Linked DNA regions of Pan troglodytes: region 1 is linked to region 2. The links are chromatin contacts, called in public Hi-C maps. All regions are on one chromosome and are shown on one strand. The core of a region is the stretch at or near the end of the contact, and the rest is flanking DNA. Distances in the headings are between cores, read along the strand shown. Region 1 overlaps ABL1 (ABL proto-oncogene 1, non-receptor tyrosine kinase). Region 2 holds the start of LAMC3 (laminin subunit gamma 3).

What was found. Hi-C and Micro-C count contacts between places; a contact is called where the count stands out from the background.
Region 1: a contact with region 2 is called in a Hi-C map of stem cell-derived neural progenitor cells, with 4 times the contacts expected there. The contact joins the enhancer-like site here to the promoter of LAMC3 in region 2. A contact is called at or near these places in 1 of 7 Hi-C or Micro-C datasets (stem cell-derived neural progenitor cells) and 1 of 1 other capture datasets (stem cell-derived neural stem cells).

What each region holds. Positions count from the first base shown.
Region 1 is chr11:7,687,912-7,693,821 of NHGRI_mPanTro3-v2.0_pri, forward strand. The region is part of intron 1 of ABL1 (ABL proto-oncogene 1, non-receptor tyrosine kinase); the gene reads right to left. Among named protein-coding and RNA genes, the nearest start is that of ABL1, 50 kb to the right of the region's middle. Within about 2 kb of position 1,255, at least 7 of the 24 cell types and tissues checked have an H3K27ac peak or open chromatin away from gene starts, as enhancers often do. A contact at or near this core is called in stem cell-derived neural progenitor cells and stem cell-derived neural stem cells, where this site is marked.
Region 2 is chr11:7,443,068-7,449,017 of NHGRI_mPanTro3-v2.0_pri, forward strand. It overlaps LAMC3 (laminin subunit gamma 3), which reads right to left and starts at 1,318. Exons shown (of 28, transcript XM_016961884.4): 1 at 879-1,318. The coding sequence starts at 1,251.

The sequences.
Region 1 (5,910 bases), core at 5-2,504, 240 kb after region 2:
GAGGCACAAGAATCGCTTGAACCCAGGAGGCGGAGGTTATAGTGAGCAGAGATTGTGTCACTGCACTCCAGCCTGGACAACAGAGTGAGACTCCGTCTCAGAAAACAAGAAGTCAGACTCTCCAATGTAACATGGCATTCTGAGGCCATGTGAGTCTTTAGAAGAATGGGATCGCTAAGGGACTCCTGGAATTCCAAACAGATCTATCAATAATTGAATGAGGTAGTTTCAGATGGCATGAGCTGCAAAGAAATGAAAAGGGGAAGAGGACAAAGAGCTGATGCTGGTGTGGGTACTGTGGCCTGGGCCATCAGGGAAGGTCTTTCCGAAAAGATGCCACGTGAGCTGGGGCCTGCATGGGTCTGAAAGAGCCAGGCACCAGAAGCTGAGTGAAGGGCAGGGCCCAGGGAACCCTAAGAGGAAAAAGAACTGGCAGTAAACAAAGGGAGTGACAGGAGGGAAATTCGAGAGGGAAACCAGGCCCAGACCACGCAGGCTGTGGTGAGAAGCTGAACATTACTCTAACTGAGATGGGTACCCATCGAGGGACAGGAAACTGGGTAGTGAAAAGATCTGATGTAAGTTTCTAAGGGAGGGTCTCTCTGCTAGCAGAAGGAGGACAGACCCAGATGGCAACAGGAGGCTGGGAAGTCTTTGAGATCAGAGCCGGGGCAAGGCAGGGTGGGGCCGGGGTGGTAGCCCTGACAGCAGAGCAGTGGGTGGTGTGAGATTTATTCTAGGCACTTGTTACTGTATCGGACAAGAAAGAGAGGGCAGAGGAGGAGGCAAGGATGAAAGCTAGAGGGTGGCAAGGCCCTGGGGGGAGATGATGCTGGGGTCACAGGCTGTGGCCTTGTCCCCAAGTCCTAAGGCATCAAAAACAGACAAGGCCAGGTTTGGTGGGAACTCACCAACTCAAAAGAAAAGGCCCCTGCAAGTGCCTACACTTCCTCATCTTCCTAACCACGGGGCACACTCATTTGTATCCCAATGAGACACATCCAGTACCTGCACCCTCCAGCTCCCTGTCAGAAGCCACCAGTGGTGGGGCCGCCCTTCACTGCATGTTTACCACTCTTTCCTCAGGGCCCTACGCAGAAGTCTGTCTGCGGTCATGGATCTCTTCCTGGGCCTACAGTAAGGCATCTGTCCTGACAGTAAGGCATCTGTCCTGCCCAGCAAGACCCGCCTTCCAGGCACCAGTCATCCGCATGCCCCTGAGCAGGCTGGCGGGGGCACTGGGGGCCGAGGCTGCTTGGTATGTGTCTGTGAGTGCCATGGCCGCATTCTTGAGAGCGCACCAACGCATGCCACAGCCCGGGGCCCTCACAGTCACAAGCTCCTGAGCAGCAGTTTCTCTGCAAGCCTGGGAAACAGGTCGTGGGCGATGACCTGCACCCACTTCATCTCCATCTGCCAAATACAGTCTGATGAATTCACCCAATTCTTCCCTTTATCTTTTCGTTCCTCAGGGAAGCACTCAAATATGAGACCAACACCCTGTCCTTGTGACAGTTTCTTTACCAAATTCTGCTGACAAACTGTTTTTCCACCAAGCCACCACAGACAAGTGATTAGTTTGGTCATTGCCAGGATTAAGAAAACCTGCCTATTATGCCCCATTAGATTCACAGTAACTTTCCAAAATTTCAATATGTGTTCAAGCATTAAATCTGTGGCATAAAGAAGAAAGCAGTAAAGGGAACTGGGGGGCCTAAAGAACAGAAGAGAAACACAAAGGCTGTCAGGTCTACTTGTGCCTCTACGTTACCAAATGACTTTCATTTCCTTCCTTATAAGAGAAATGAATACTGATCCGTCACTGTTAACACTCAGGTACACTGACGTACCCAGTAGACCTTCCAGAAGGGCAACTGGCAATATGTATCAAAAACCTTTAAAAGTTTCTATTCTTTTGATGTAGAAATTCCACTTCTAGGAATTTATCGTAAGGCCATAAGAATGTACAAAAATGGATCATGAAGGTTCTGGGAGAAAAACTACAAACAATAGAAGCATTTGAGGCTTAGGGAAATGAATCATGGCCTATCCAACACCACATGGATTTCCATGTAGACAGGATTTCCATCCTGCTAGCTACACGTTTTGAAGTGGGGAGCAGCACCCAGGTGGCCCCCGGGTTGCTGGCTGTAGCACTGTCATAACCAAACCAAAGCCTCCCCTTGTACCTCTGAAAAAACCCCTTGAGAAGCTGATGAAGGATATGGACCTCCTCGCCCAAAAATAGCAAACCCAAAAACCAATAACCAAACATGAGACTGCACAAATGTTTGCATGTAACTTCAGGAAGCCTTAAAAGTCCAGAGGAAAGCAAATCATTCATATTTAACAACAAAAAAATCATCTTGACAAAATGATGAATTCTGAAAATGATCAACTCTGGCCAAAAAGAAAAGGGTGGAGGAACTTGTCTTTGGTTAATCAGCACACTACAAATTCTACTTGTATCCCTTGTATCCTCTTTTTTTTTTTTTTTTGAGACAGTCTTGCTCTGTCACCCAGACTGGAGTACAGTGGCACAATCTTGGCTCACTGCAACCTCCACCTCCCAGGTTCAAGTGATTCTCCCACCTCAGCCTCCCAATTAGCTGGGACTACAGGCATGCGCCACCACGCCCAGCTAATTTTTGTATTTTTAGTAGAGACAGGGTTTCACCATGTTAGCCAGGCTGATCTCGAACTCCTGACCTCGTGATCCACCCGCCCTGGCCTCCCAAAGTGCTGGGATTACAGGCATGAGCCACTGTGCCTGGCCTTTTACTTGCCTCTTCTTAAGTGACATTATTCATCCAAGCCCAAGGTGTCAGGGACCCAAAACACAACATATCTGACCTTACGCATAACAAGCAAAAGAAAACACAGTGCCACCACGAAAAAGAAATCTGCACAGGTGTCCAGGTTTATCGAATGCATACATCAGAAGGAGAATCTGATGCTGCTAAATAAGCTAAACATATTGTTACAAGAAGAAGCACAAAGCACAGTCCCCCTAATGGAAGGGGGAACTTTGAACATGGGAAAGAGTCAGCAATACAGTTCAGTCCCAACCAACAGGACCAGAGCTAGTTCCCTCCAGCAATAATGAAATAAAACTTGAAAAGCTCTGGACAGATGCCTCCTACACACAAACCTCACTTCACAGAAGAAACGCACTCCAGAAAACTCGGCTCCTATTTTCTCCCCTGGTTTCTGGGGTAAGCTCAGCTATATTCCTAGAGAAGAAAGATCTCCCTCAAGGACACAGTGATGTGTGTGTCCTGGCCTCTCTGACCCTGGCCCGCCTTGCTGTCTCCTCCAGGCCATGCGCTACTGCAGGCAGTGCCTTCCCACTCAGGACCTTCCTACAAACCTCCCCTCAGCCTGGAACACCCTCACCTCCCAAACGCCCACTCAGCGGCCCAGTCTCTGCCTAAGTGTCTCCTCTGGGAAGCCTCTTCTGCCCGGTCCCTGCCCCCATTATGTTAGGTTCATGTTCCCCTTGTGCTGGCAGGGGGTGGTAGCGGTACACGTGCCATTATGATGCTCATTTTACAGGCAGCGAGTGGCAAGCCTCCAAAATGCCCCCACTGATTCCCGGCGCATTTGGTGAGTGAGTGCCCTCCCTCACTGAATAGGGTAGACTGGGGAACCAACAGGATACTGCAGAACAGCAGGGTAGCATCTGTGATTATAAAGACATGTCACTTCTGCCTTGTGATCTCTTGGATTACTTGCTCTGGGGAAACCTGCTGACATGTTGTGAGGACATGCAAGAAGCATGTGGAGAGGTCCGTGTGGCAAGGAACTGTGGCCTCCTGTCAACTGCCAGCACTGCTCGCCAGCCCTGTGAGTGAGCCATCTTGGAGGCAGGCCTGCCAGCCCCAGTTAAGCCTTCAGATGACTCTGCAGTCCCAGCTGAAATCTTGTCTACAATCTCATGAGAGACCACAAGCTAGAACCACTCAGCTAAGCCACTTCTGAATTCCTGATCTAACAGACCTCAAGGGCAAGAACCATGACTGTCCTTTTTAATATTATAGCCCAACCTAACACCAATATAATATACCTGGCATATTGTAGGCATTGTGTTAAGAGAATGAACAAATGGAATAAATTAAATGAAAAAAAATCAGAAAAATGTTGAGTGGATGGTAGAGTGACATGCTCTATTCTTTACTTTGCTAAATTTAAATTTTTTTTCCACAATTAACATGTATTATGGGGTCACTTCACTTGGATTCAATTTGAACTAGAACCTGAAATGAAAAAAAAAAAGCAATTATCCAAATGTCCCAGGGCAGGGGAACCAGAAAGAAGTGCAAAGGTCCTGAGGCTGAAACAAATGTCATACTGAAGAAACAGAAAGATGGGCCAACGATACATGAAGCGATGCTGGGACCTAGGCCAGATCTTGGTTATATGCTTGGCTTTTTTTGAGACGTGGAAGGAGAAGCTATTAGGTTTTAAGCAGAGGAGCAACATGATCTCATTTGCATTCCTGAAAGATTATTCAGGTTTCCTTTTCTTTTTTTTTTTTTGAGATGGAGTCTCGCTCTGTCACCAGGCTGGAGTGCAGTGGCGCCATCTTGGCTCACTGAAAGCTGCACCTCCCGGGTTCATGCCACTCTCCTGCCTCAGCCTCCCGAGTAGCTGGGACTACAGGCATCCGCTACCACACCCGGCCAATTTTTTGTATTTTTAGTAGAGAAGGGGTTTCACCGTGTTAGCCAGGATGGTCTCGATCTCCTGACTTTGTGATCTGCCTGCCTCAGCCTCCCAAAGTGCTGGGATTACAGGTGTGAGCCACCACGCCCAGCCAGATTATTCAGGTTTTCATATGAAAAATAAGTTGCAGAGGAGGAAGACTGAAAGCAGGAGTATCAGTAAGGAGGCTATTGCACAAGCCCACAGGAAGTGATGGACTCGATCAGACACCCCTGTAAAGTGTTCAGCAAAACCCTGCACATTCAACACACCCAACAACTGTTAATTTCTTTGTAAATGCTCAGTTTGAAAGTCACTATAAACAAGTTTCCCAAAAGTGCACACACATGCACACCACACAAATTTAAAAATTACCATGTTTTATATTCAATGGCACAGAAGAATATTTACAATATATATATATTTAAAGGCAAATGAACAAAAACAGCCTATCTACTATGAACCCTCCTTCAGACAAGAGTGGCTACGGCAGAGAAATACATGTTACCACAAGGTGGTTATCTCTGGGGGTGGGGTTCTAGGTGACTGTTACCTTCTTCAGCATCTCTTTCTGTACTTGTGAATTTTTTTTTTTTTTTTTTTGAGCTGGGAGTTTCGCTCTTGTTGCCCAGGCAGAAGTGCAATGGCGTGATCTCGGGTCCCCGCAACCTTCGCCTCCCAGGTTCAAGTGATTCTCCTGCCTCAGCCTCCCAAGTAGCTGGGATTACAGGCACGCGCCAGCACACCCAGCTAATTTTGTATTTTTAGTAGAGACGGGGGTTTCCCCACGTTCGTAAGGCTGGTCTCGAACTCCCGACCTCAGGTGATCCACCCGCCTCGGCCTCCCAAAGTGCTGGGATTACAGGTGTGAGCCACTGAGCCCAGATGTGAATTTTCTTATTAAATAATGAGCATTTATTTATTTTGTAATGTGATGAATATAAAATCACTTTCATTTGTCAAATAAAAGAGAAAAAAAACCTGTAACTTTCCTGTATACTAAAAAACAAAATTTGAAGAAATGGTTAGTCTTACTAAATGAAGATTCAAATTACTTCAGAGAAGTAATGTTCCTATTAATGTGGGTGTTCTGATCACACCATAGCACTGGAGTGGCACCACGCGTGATGCGGAAAAGAAATCCTGCGCTCATTGTTTGATGAAGGTCAACAGCTTTCGATGCCTAATAATGACTTTTGAAAAAAT
Region 2 (5,950 bases), core at 68-2,567:
TACAGGGGATTATAATTGCAACCTAGAACCAAAGCTCAGCAAGCGACTTCCTGCCTCTCCCGCCCCACGGGGCACCCCTCAGTCTATCCTTCTGGCTATCTAGGGGTACAGGTCCTGTTTTTTTTCTTCTTCTTTTTTTCATTCTTTCTTTTTATTAAGAGATAAGGTCTCACTCTGTAGCCCAGGCTGTAGCACAGTGGCACTATCATATTTCATGCAGCCTCAACCTCTCAGTCTTAAGTGATCCTCCTGCCTCAGCCTCTTGAGTAGCTGGGACCATAGGTGTGCACCACCACGCCCAGCTTTTTTTTTTTTTTTGAGACGGAGTTAGCTCTGTTGCCCAGGCTGGAGAACGGTGGTGTGACCTCGGCTCACGGCAACCTCCACCTCCCGGGTTCAAGCGATTCTCTTGCCCCAGCCTCCTGAGTAGCTGGAACTACAGGCACCTACCACCACGCCCGGCCAATTTTTCTATTTTTAGTAGAGACGGGTTTTCACCATGTTGGCCAGGCTGGTCTCGAACTCCTGACCTCAGGTGATCCACCCACCTCGGCCTCCCAAAGTGCTGGGATTACAGACGTCAGCCACCGCGCCCGGCCTATTTTTATTTTTTGTAAAGATGGGATCTCACTACGTTGCCCAGGCTGATCTTGAACTCCTGGGCTCAAGCGACCCTCCCATCTCGGCCTCCCAAAGTGCTGGGATTTCAGGAGTGAGCCACCGCACCCAGCCTAATTCCTATTTCTGAGCCCCCCATCCAACACCATATCTGGGTCCTGCAGCCCAACCTGGGCGCACAGCAGCTCAGGCCTCAGCCTCAGACCCCCAGTGGAGTGGGGACACGGGGTGCGGTGGCGGTGCCCCCAGCCCGCGCTTACCTAGGCGGAGGGTGATGTTGACCGAGGTGGGGTACTGCACGCCGAAGGCCATGGACGGGCTCTGCCACCAGGTGCTCTCGTCCTGGCTGTGGAAGTCGGTGAGGTAGGAGGCGTTGTGGTGGCGCTGGGGGTCGGCGGCGTCGCAGCGCTGGCACTGAGCCCCCGCGCCCGCGGCGCCCACGTGGGGACAGAAGTCCTCGGGCGGGCTGCCGCACGTGTGCGAGGCCTGGGCGAGCCGCCCAAACGCCGCGTTCTCGAACACCGGCAGGCAGCGCTGCGGGCGCCCTGCGCCGTCATAGCACGCGCCCATGCCCGCGCCGGCCGCCCGCGGTGCCAGTAGCGCCAGCCCCAGCAGAAGCGCAGCCGCCGCCATGGTCAAGGGCACCGACGCCGCGCGCTCTGCCGGCCCCGCTCGGCTCGGGTGGGCGCGGACCGCGCGCTGGCCGCCAGGACCCGCCTTCCCCGGCGGGGCGGGGAGGCTGGAGGGAGGGGCGGGCGGCGGCGGCCCCACCCCACTAAAAATACCAGGGACCGCGCCGTCCCCGGGCGCCCACTCCCACCTGCTGGACGTTCCCGGCAGTGCGCGGCTCGGGAGTCCGCCCCAGAGGCGACCCGGGCCTCTTTGAGCCTCAGTTTCCTCGTCTGTGGAGTGGGGTCGGTAAAGATGCAGGCTCATTCTCGCCATTGGGAGGCTTCAATGGCTGCTCATTAAACAGAAACTGTTCAGCAGTGCCTTGGAGTCCTGAGATAAAAGGGGACACGAGGATCTAACTCTACCTGATCGCTACCGTTTGCGCATCTCCTCCTAGCAATAAAGTGTGCCCTGGACAGGGTTGTGACATGGCTCCGCACAGCTCCTGTCGCCCTTAACCCTGAAAAGCACTCCTGCTGCCGGCTGCACTCTGTCCCCACAGCAAAGAGATTCTAACCTGACATTTGTGACAAGGGTACCTGGTCTTATCACAAATGTCACCTCAGAGAGGGCTTCCTTGTCTTCTGCCCCAACCCCCATAAATGCCCCCTTTACTTCCCATTTATTAACATTAGCAAATCGAGGGAGAGAAGTCATTCGATAAAATTTAGCAGCCAGGTCGTGCGCAGTGGCTCACGCCTGTAATCCTAGCACTTTGGGAGGTGGAGGCGGGAGGATAACTTGAGGCCAGGAGTTCGAGACCAACCTGGGCAAAATAGTGAGACCCTATCTCTACAAAAAAAATACAAAAATTAGCCCGGCGTCATGGCACAAGCCTGTAGTCCCAGCTACCTGGGAGGCTGAGGTGGAAGGATCCCTTGAGCCCGGGAGGTTAGGCTGCAGTGGGCTGTGATCATGCCATTGCACTCCAGCCTGGCCAACAGAGTCAGACCCTATCTCGAAAAAAAAAAAAAAAAAAAGGCAGCCATTCCCAGACGAACTCTAAGGAAAATAGAAATAAATTTCCTGGCCTGGCGCGGTGGCTCACGCCTATAATCCCAGTATTTTGGGAAGTTGAGGAAGGCAGATCACCTGAGGTCAGGAGTTCGAGACCAGCCTGGCCAACATAGTGAAACCCCGTCTCTACTAAAAACACAAAAATTAGCTGGGTGTGGCGGTGCGTGCCTGTAATCCCAGCTACTCAGGAGGCTGAGGCAGGAGAATTGTTTGAACCCGGGGGGCAGAAGTTGCAGTGAGCTGAGATCATGCCGTTGCACTCCAGCCTGGGCAACAAGAGAGAAACTCCATCAAAAAAAAAAAAAAAAAAAAGAAAAGAAAAGAAAAGAAAGAAAGAAAATTTTTGGAAGCAAGATGAACTGTAGTGGGCTGATTCACTACCAGTTATTTACACATGATTAAAACAATACGGTTCTGGAAAGGACTACAGAATAGACCCATGGAATAAGTTAGAGATTTCGGAACTATATCTAAGTAGAGTTAGGATATGATATCACCACTGGTACCTAAGGTTATTTTGGAAGTTCTAGCTAATACAATAAGACAAAAAACCTAAAAGATAAAAATATTTATATCTTCTACTTACCTGAACATACATCTAGAAAATCTAAAAGATTCTACTAAGACTATTAAAATTAATAAGAGCTCCGTAAGATGGCTGACTACAGGATAGAGTACGAAAACCAATGCCAGCAATAGGCATTTTCTGGCTGGGTGCGGTGGCTCACGCCTGTAATCCCAGCACTTTGGGAGGCTGAGGCAGGCAGATCACCTGAGGTCATGAGTTCGAGACCAGCCTGGGCAATATGGTGAAACCCCGTCTCTACTAAAAATACAAAAATTAGCCAGGCATTGTGGCACACCTGTAATCCCAGCTACTTGGAAGGCTGAGGCACAAGAATCGCTTGAATCCAGGAAGCAGAGGTTGCAGTGAGCCGAGGTCACGCAAATGCACTCCAGCCTATGCAATAGAGCAAGACCCTGTTTTTAAAAAAACAAAACAAAAACAAAACAAAACAAAACAAAACAAACAAAAAACTGATGCCAGCAATAATGTAGGAAATGGTAGAACACCTAATAATAAATCTGGTATGAAATGTGCAAGATATAAATGAACCAAATTATAAAATGCTACTGAGAGAGAGAAAACCTGAAGAGACCAGCATCTATATTCACGGATTTCCAACTGTTTAAATATACAAATTCTCCCCAAGTTAAAATATCAATTTAATGTAATTCCAAATTGTTTTTTTGATGGTGTTATGGAAGCTTCTTTGTTAAAGTTTTCTCTTATGGTCAAGAACATGATTGCAGCAGACTCTTGATGGTCCACGCAGCTACCCTGAGCTGGGCTGTGCACCCATCCAAAGCAAATTCATCTATCAGGCACAGGAAACATGGCAGCCCACAGGAATTCTAGGAACCCACAAAAACTGTTCTAATATCTTTAAACTCAGAAGAAAAAAAAGAACCTTTAGGCTGAAGAACATGTTTTAACGTATGATATTAATATACCCATCTTTAGATCAATGCAATGGTTAAATATAATTTTTAAAAATGTTAGTGCCAGGCACGGTGGCTCATACCTGTAATCCCAGCACATTGGGAGGCTAAGGCGGGTAGATCACTGGAGCTCAGGAGTTTGAGGCCAGGCTGGGCAACATGGTGAGACCTCGTCTCTACTAAGAATACAAAAAATTACCCGGGCGTGGTGGCACACACCTGTGGTCCCAGCTGCTTGGGAGGCTGAGGTGGGAGAATTGCTTGAGCCCGGGGGCGAAGGTTGCAGTGAGCCAAGATCACGCCACTGCACTCCAGCCTGGGTGACAGAGGGAGGCCCTGTCTCAAAAAAAAAAAAAAAAAAAAAAAAAAAAAAAAAAAATATATATATATATATATATATATATAATTGTGGTAAAATACATATAACATATTTATAAAATGTACGATCTTAACCACTTTTAAGTTACAATTAAATAATATTAAGCACATTCACATTGTTGTGCAACCATCACCACCATCCGTCTCCAGACCTTTTTTTTTTTTTTTTTTTGAGGTGGAGCCTTGCTCTGTCACCTATGCTAGAGTGCAGTGGCGCCATCTTGGCTCACTGCAACCTCTGCCTCCCAGGTTCAGGCAATTCTCCTGCCTCAGCCTCCCTAGTAGCTGGGATTACAGGCACCTGCCACCATGCCCAGCTAATTTTTTTATTTTAGAGACTGGGTTTCACTATGTTGGCCAGGCTGGTCTCGAACTCCTGACCTCAAGTGATCCTCCTGCCTCAGCCTCCCAAAGTGCTGAGATTACAGACATGGGCCACTGCACACGGCCTCCAGAACTTTTTATCTTGCAAAACTGAAACTCTGTCCCCTTAAACAATAACTCTATAAACTTCTCCCCTCGGTAAAATAGAATTTTTAATATTTTTTAATAAATAAAGGAGCCCGCTAAGGCAAAACTGCCCAGGGTCCAGGAAAGTCATAAAGTGTCCATGATAATGTTAGAAATGCTTGTTCCTCGGTGCCATAAAGAAATACCACTTGAACATAAATTTAATTTCTTCAGCAAGGCTATTTTTACTTTGTGCAGAAAGGGTACACTCGCCAGCAGTTTTGCCACTAGAGTACACTGAACAAAGGAGACAGGGTCATTTATAACCTGACACGTCTACTTTACTGCTGTGTCCAGTTTCCATTGGCTGGAACGGGACTTCACATTCTGTATTTGTCCTGATTGGCTAGCAACTTAGAACTTTTTAAAAGAGGCAAAGGTGGAGGAGAACAAAGGAAGGAGGAAGAAATTTGTGGAGTGCTGAGAAAGGTAAAAACACCTTCAAACAAGGAAGAGGAACAGGCTATGACCTAATGCCTGCTTGGACCAGTATAAGCATGCCAGGGTGAATATTTAGGCTAAATTGTGGGAGCTAAGAACATAAAGTACATTGATTTCTTTATTACGGATAGCAGATATTTAAGAATGTTAGCACAGGTCTTTGAATAAATTTTGCTTCTGAGAGAAGTTACCATTTAGTCTTAATTAGATGGGGAGAGAGTCTCTTTGAAGAGGAACCTCTACTTTACTTTTTACAGTAACACCCGGCTGGTATCACTACAGCTAGGTGAAGCATTGGTAGTTCGCAGCATGCAGTAACAGTACAAGCAATAAGACTTTCACCTACAGTGAACTTGACCAAGGTACAGGTGGAAGGAGACGATGGTTCATCCAATCTCTGGTGCTTGAGAGTAGGGAATAGTGATTATAGAGACTGTGGGATTGGGTGGCCCTTGCTGAATGTCACTGATACCTTGAAGAGGGAAAATGACCAGGTCAGGGTGATCTTGGACCAATCCAAAACAAATTTAGAAAGCCAGAGGCCCTTGTTGGCAACAATTAGAAAAAAAAAAAAAAAAGACCTGGCAGGGCATGGTGGCTCACGCCTGTAATCCCAGCACTTTGGGAGGCCCAGTCTGGTGGATCACTTGAGATCAGGAGTTTGAGACCGGCTTGGCCAACATATGAATCCCTGTCTCTACTAAAAATGTAATAATTAGCCGGGCCTGGCGCTTGCACCTATAGTTTCAGCTACTCCAGAGGCTGAGGCACGAGAATCACTTGAACCCGGGAGGCAGAAGCTGCCGTGAGC